Linked DNA regions of Podarcis muralis: region 1 is linked to region 2. Evidence: chromatin contacts called from public Hi-C data. All regions are on one chromosome and are shown on one strand. The core of a region is the stretch at or near the end of the contact, and the rest is flanking DNA. Distances in the headings are between cores, read along the strand shown.

Evidence for each region. Hi-C and Micro-C count contacts between places; a contact is called where the count stands out from the background.
Region 1: a Hi-C map of blood shows a contact between it and region 2, with 4 times the contacts expected there. The contact joins the promoter of STK33 here to the promoter of DENND2B in region 2. A contact is called at or near these places in 2 of 3 Hi-C or Micro-C datasets (blood and tail).

Annotation. Positions count from the first base shown.
Region 1 is chr1:69,141,238-69,143,937 of rPodMur119.hap1.1, reverse strand. It overlaps STK33 (serine/threonine kinase 33), which reads right to left and starts at 1,361. Exons shown (of 16, transcript XM_028732017.2): 1 at 1,128-1,361.
Region 2 is chr1:68,904,739-68,907,438 of rPodMur119.hap1.1, reverse strand. DENND2B (DENN domain containing 2B) reads right to left here and starts at 1,399. Exons shown (of 21, transcript XM_077930615.1): 1 at 870-1,399.

The DNA.
Region 1 (2,700 bases), core at 112-2,611, 240 kb before region 2:
TTTCTCTGCTACCAAGCTTACACAGGCAATTAAGAATACATCTGATTTTAATTTTTAATGCACTTTTATTCTGTGAAGATACTATTGCTGTAAACTGGTTGGAGATGGCTTACGCTATAGCAGTGTATAAGTGCTTTTATAAATAAATCAAATGAATAAATAACAGGTGCGTTTAAGGCTGCAACATCACTGCCAGAGGAGATGTACCTCTCCTCCGTCCTCCACAAACCTGCCTACCCCGCGTATATATTCATGCAACGCTTTAGATCGATTTATTAAACTATAATAGCAGAGTAAGCTGCCACCAGCCTCTACGTTGCTTTTGCTGCTGCAGCCTAACCCGGCCGGCCCCTCTGAGAACGGATAACACGGCAGAATCTCCGAATAAGTGACCCAGCGGGTCACACGCGCGGATTGTGAGGGACCCCAAAGGAAGCTGGCTGACAAAAACACAAGCAGGTCCCTCCTTCGCCCGGCAGCCCCGAAAAGCGCCCACAAGCGGCGGAGATGCTGCGCTCCCCTCCCTGGAAGCGGCCGCTGCGGGCGCCCAAACGCAGCCGGCATCCTCTTCGTCGTCATGGCAACCGGACAACTTGCAGCCTCCCTCCCTGGCTCCCTCCCTCCTTCCCCCTCTCGCCCCTCGCTTCGCAGCGGCAAACGCACACACCTCACCGACCCCGCGGCCCTGCCGTGGCGGCTTTTTCCCGCCTCTCGGTCCCCGGCCGGCTCTTCAGCCCCTTCGCGCATGCAGAAACTTTTCTCCACAGCCGCCCAGCCTGGGCACCGCGGGTAGTACAGGGGCCTCGTAGGGACAAAGTAGCGCAGAGCGCGGAGACGTTCCTCCCTGCAACCCCCTCCCCCCGCCCTCCTCAGAGGCCGGCCGGCCCCACCTCAGGGAGGAGGAGGAGGAGGAAGGGGCGGTGGGACTTTCCCGTCTCCCCCTCGCTTTTCTCTCGGTAACAGAAGGGCGGGCGTTACCTCAGCCGACCGGCGCTCTGAGAGAACTTGCTCTTCGCTTTGAAAAAAGTTACATTTCAAAAACCGGCTGCAGCCGCCGCTCTGCCCCACCATTCCAGCCTCTAAGGAAACTTAGCAGGGCAATCTGGGAAGTAAATAGCAATGAATACCGTGGATCTTTCCCCTCAGAAAATAGGCTGGGAGTCTCTCAGCTCCCTGCGAAACTTGTCCGTTGGGATTGTCCTCTTTCTGATTTCGTGAGGCTCACTTGGCTCCGCAGTTCTTATTGCTGCTGCTGCTGCCTTGGATGCTCTTTCGCGTATAAGGAGTGGTGTGCTCAAGACATGGCCCCAGGAAGCAGGAAAGAGCCACTTGCACCGAGTACCATAATGTGCAATTCCTGCATCTTCCAAGTTCCTCACTTAGCAAGGCTGCTTTGTAAAGTTTCAAATGCCTTGCAAGGACTTACAGTATAAGCCGCAGACTGCCCCCTGACGCGGGGTTGTTGGAAACAAGAGGGTTAAAGGATCTTAGGCCGAGGTGGGGGGCTCCCGGACCAAGATACTTCGGTATCTGGAGGGGGGACAACCCCACTAGCTCCCACACCTCAGTGCAGCTTGCACAGGAGAACAGTAGAGTTGGAAGGGATCATGAGGGTCATCTAGTCCAACCCCATGCAATGCAGGAATGTTTCACCCAGTGTGGGGCTCAAACCCATGATCCTGGGATTAAGAGTCTCATGCTCTATGGACAGAGCTCAAATTATTGTGTCCTGTAAATCAAATATCCCACTCTGATGCCACTTTTTAACAGTGCCCAAAATATGCCCGTTGAGGCACCCTCTTCATCTTGCCTCACAACAGGATCACTTCTGAGCTTTTTAAACAACTTCTAACTGTGTGGCACTACATTATCTCTTTATTGTAGCAGGAAAACCCTCAATCGACACAAACAGCGCAATATACAATTTGCACAAGGGAGGGTACAATCTTGCTATGAGGAATGGGTGCTCTTTGCAACTCCTTACCTGTTATGCAGTCATTATGTCAGGAGTTCCTAAACTGTGGTCCATGGACCACAAGTGGTCTGCAAGTTTCATTCATGTGGTCCACAGTGTGTCTATCAATTTGTGGTTGAAGGCAACAGACATCAATCACATAAAATATTCATGTTGATTTTAATGGTATTTTTATTGCTTTTATTTCTTACATTGTGTTTTTTGTATTACAGTTTCAATGTTATGGACATACAAGGTAATAAGACATAAAAGAAGCAGTAAAATACAACTAATATTATACAGCATCTAGCACAGCACATTACAACTACTACAACAGTCAGGAAAATCATCAAGTGGTCTGTCAAGACCCTCAAAAATTTTCAAGTGATCCATGTGGAAAAAAGTTATGTCGACTAGAAGGGTGTTGTCACTGAAAATTTATATGTACAGAAATAACATGTAATACAGTCCTTTCTCGACTGTAGCAGGGTCCAACTGCAAGTGCGTTCTTTGCACATTTGGATCATGAGTAAATCAGGTAGATGACTCATCTTATTGACGTTAGCTTTTCATGTATAGAAAGGGAAACATTCAAACACAGTCTCAAGTAGTTACATAGATACACAATCTCCCAAGGAAGAGGTAACAATTAGCATGGGGGTGGTAGGTGTGCATACACATTCCATCTTTTAGGTGGTGTCACCTGTGCTAAACGTTCTGGTGTATCATTTGGTCTAACAGAGATG
Region 2 (2,700 bases), core at 150-2,649:
ATTTTCTAACTATTATCCGTGGTTAACCATCCTAGACTGAGGAGGAGGTGGAGGGAAAGAGGGAGGGAGGGAGGGAGAGAAGGAAGGAAGGAAGAAGCTGCTTTGCCATTTGTTTGTAAAATTCAATATACAGTAATGCTGTCTTTTGTGGTATGTCGCTTGGGTGTCAGTACTCATTCATTTCTATATCTGACTAAATAATAGCGGATGGGTCCAGATATCAATAACATTTATAGGCAGATCCCCGGAATCAAAAGAATCTTTTTTTAAAAAAAAAGTTTTCTTCCCAGACGTGTTATCGGTGAGAAACAGCTGGCGAAAGGGGTGAGCACGGTGCGTAAGCGCCACCTATCCTCCTAAACCGGGCAGTGCAAGTCGATTTATGGGAAGGGGAGAAAGAATACGCTCCCTCCTTCCTCATCTCGAAGGTGCCCTGAACCCCCTCCAAGCAAAGAGCTAGAAAATACCCCGAAACAACCCGAACATTACGAGCAAGCAAGCAAAGTCCGAGCCCCGGGTCGCATGCAAGGAAGACCCAAAGGTGGATCTCCGGGGGGGGGGGGGCTCGCCTGCCCGGCGTCCCTCCTCTTCCCTTCGCGCCGAGGTGGATCTATTGTTCTTCCCAGAGAACTGCCGGGCGCTCGCCCCGTCCAAGCGCTGTCTCAGCCGCAGAGACGCAGGCAGCCCTTTCCCTGAGGAGCGCCGCAGAAGAAGCTTCTCCCCTCCCCATTCCCTGGAAAAAGCGAAACCCGAAGCCTTCCAGATGGCAACTGCAATCGCCTCCTGGGCTCTCCCGTGTGTAGGAAACGAGAGAGACCCTCTCGGGCCGCCCCGCCAGCCAGAGCCCGGCGTCTCTCCTTCTCCCTTACCTGGGCTGCTGCCCTGCGCTGGAAGAAGTGCAGATGTCGAGTCCAGCTGTTGCAGCTCGCCGGAGATCGCCTCCAGTTCTGATCTCTTCGCTTGGCCAGATGCAACTCTCTCTCTCTCTTCTCCCCCCCCCCCCCTCAACCTCCCTCGCTTTTTTTTCCTAAAAGAGAATCTGGAAACGCGCGGGGGGAGGGGAGGGCGAGACAGAGAAATATGCCAAGACAGGAAGTGGAGACAGCGAGGGCCAGTGCGGGAGATTAATGGGATCCAGTAACCCGGCGGCCGGCAACGAAAGCGGCTCCCTGGGGCGAGAGGGCTTCTGCCGCAGCCCGCCTTAGCCCACGACGGCCGAGGGGGCGGTGGCGGGCGGTCCAGAGCGGGAAGCCCCGGCCGTTGCCAGACCACGGCGAGCTTCCCAACTTCCTCTCTCCCTCAGACTCTCATCCCAAGGAAACGGGGGGCGGGGGACTATTCTCCGCTCTTGGCTCACAGGATCAAGCTGGAACTGGGAGGAAGGGGTCTCCAGCCCCCGAGCTTCGTAGCAGGAGTCTGTTTGCTGAGTTTTCACGGGGTCTCGGTGGGGGGGGGGGTCACGAGTGGCGCTCACCTGAGGCGAACGAAAGAGCGTGAGAAGCCACTCGCGACCGTCCCCCGATCCAGCCCTAACCCCCCCCCCCCCCGCAGCCGTCGCAATAAAAGCTCTCCCTGCTGAGGAGCATCTGGTTCCAATCACGAGGAAAAAGTGGATCGCTTCTTATGCATGAAAACGGGGAAGCGGGGAGGGGGGCCCTCGTTGGAGCCGCCGGCAGCTTTAAAGTTTCCTCGCTCGCCGTTCACCCTTTGGAGACGCCGGGTTCTCCTTCATTTTTTTTGCGCGCCAACGCGAGTTCCGGTTCACACTGCCGGGCGCCCTCTCGCCCCCCGCAAGCTCTTGGTTGATCAGTTATTTGACGACCAAGTCGATCCATATCAACGGATCCTAAGAGTTGGGAGGGACCTCCAAGGTCATCTATTGTCACCCGCCAGGAGATGGAGGAAATCTGCTGTGTTAATTGTTGTTTAGTCGTTTAGTCGTGTCCGACTCTTCGTGACCCCATGGACCAGAGCACGCCAGGCACCTCTGTCCTCCACTACCTCCCGCAGTTTGGTCAAACTCATGCTGGTAACCTCGAAAACACTATCCAACCATCTCGTCCTCTGTCACCCCCTTCTCCTTGTGCCCTCCATCTTTCCCAGCATCAGTGTCTTCTCCAGGGAGTCTTCTCTTCTCATGAGGTGGCCAAAGTATTGGAGCCTCATCTTCACGATCTGTCCTTCCAGTGAGCACTCAGGGCTGATTTCCTTAAGAATGGGTGCGTTTGATCTTCTTGCAGTCCATGGGACTCTCAAGAGTCTTCTCCAGCACCATAATTCAAAAGCATCAATTCTTCGGCGATCAGCCTTCTTTATGGTCCAGCTCTCACTGTGTTAATAGCATCCCTGATAGGTGGTCAGCCAGCCTCCGCTTAAAAATATATCTCTTTAGGAGAATCCACCGCCTTCAGGGCTACCAACCCTGTTGGACCCATGGGCACATTTGCAAATCAGGGGGGAAAAAATGCTGTGAATACCACACACCCACCCCAACCAAGAACACACCGCAACCTATTTGCCTTCCTGGGCTCCTTTGGGTAGAAGGGAGGATACAATTTTAATAAATAAATCAAACATTATATTAGCTATACTGGGTGTATGGAATGTTAGGGGCAGGGTAGTACCTCTGGTGGGGGACGCATCATGCTCCTTTTTTTTTTTAATGATATTTATTAGAAGTTTTAAAATTACAGAGAAAAG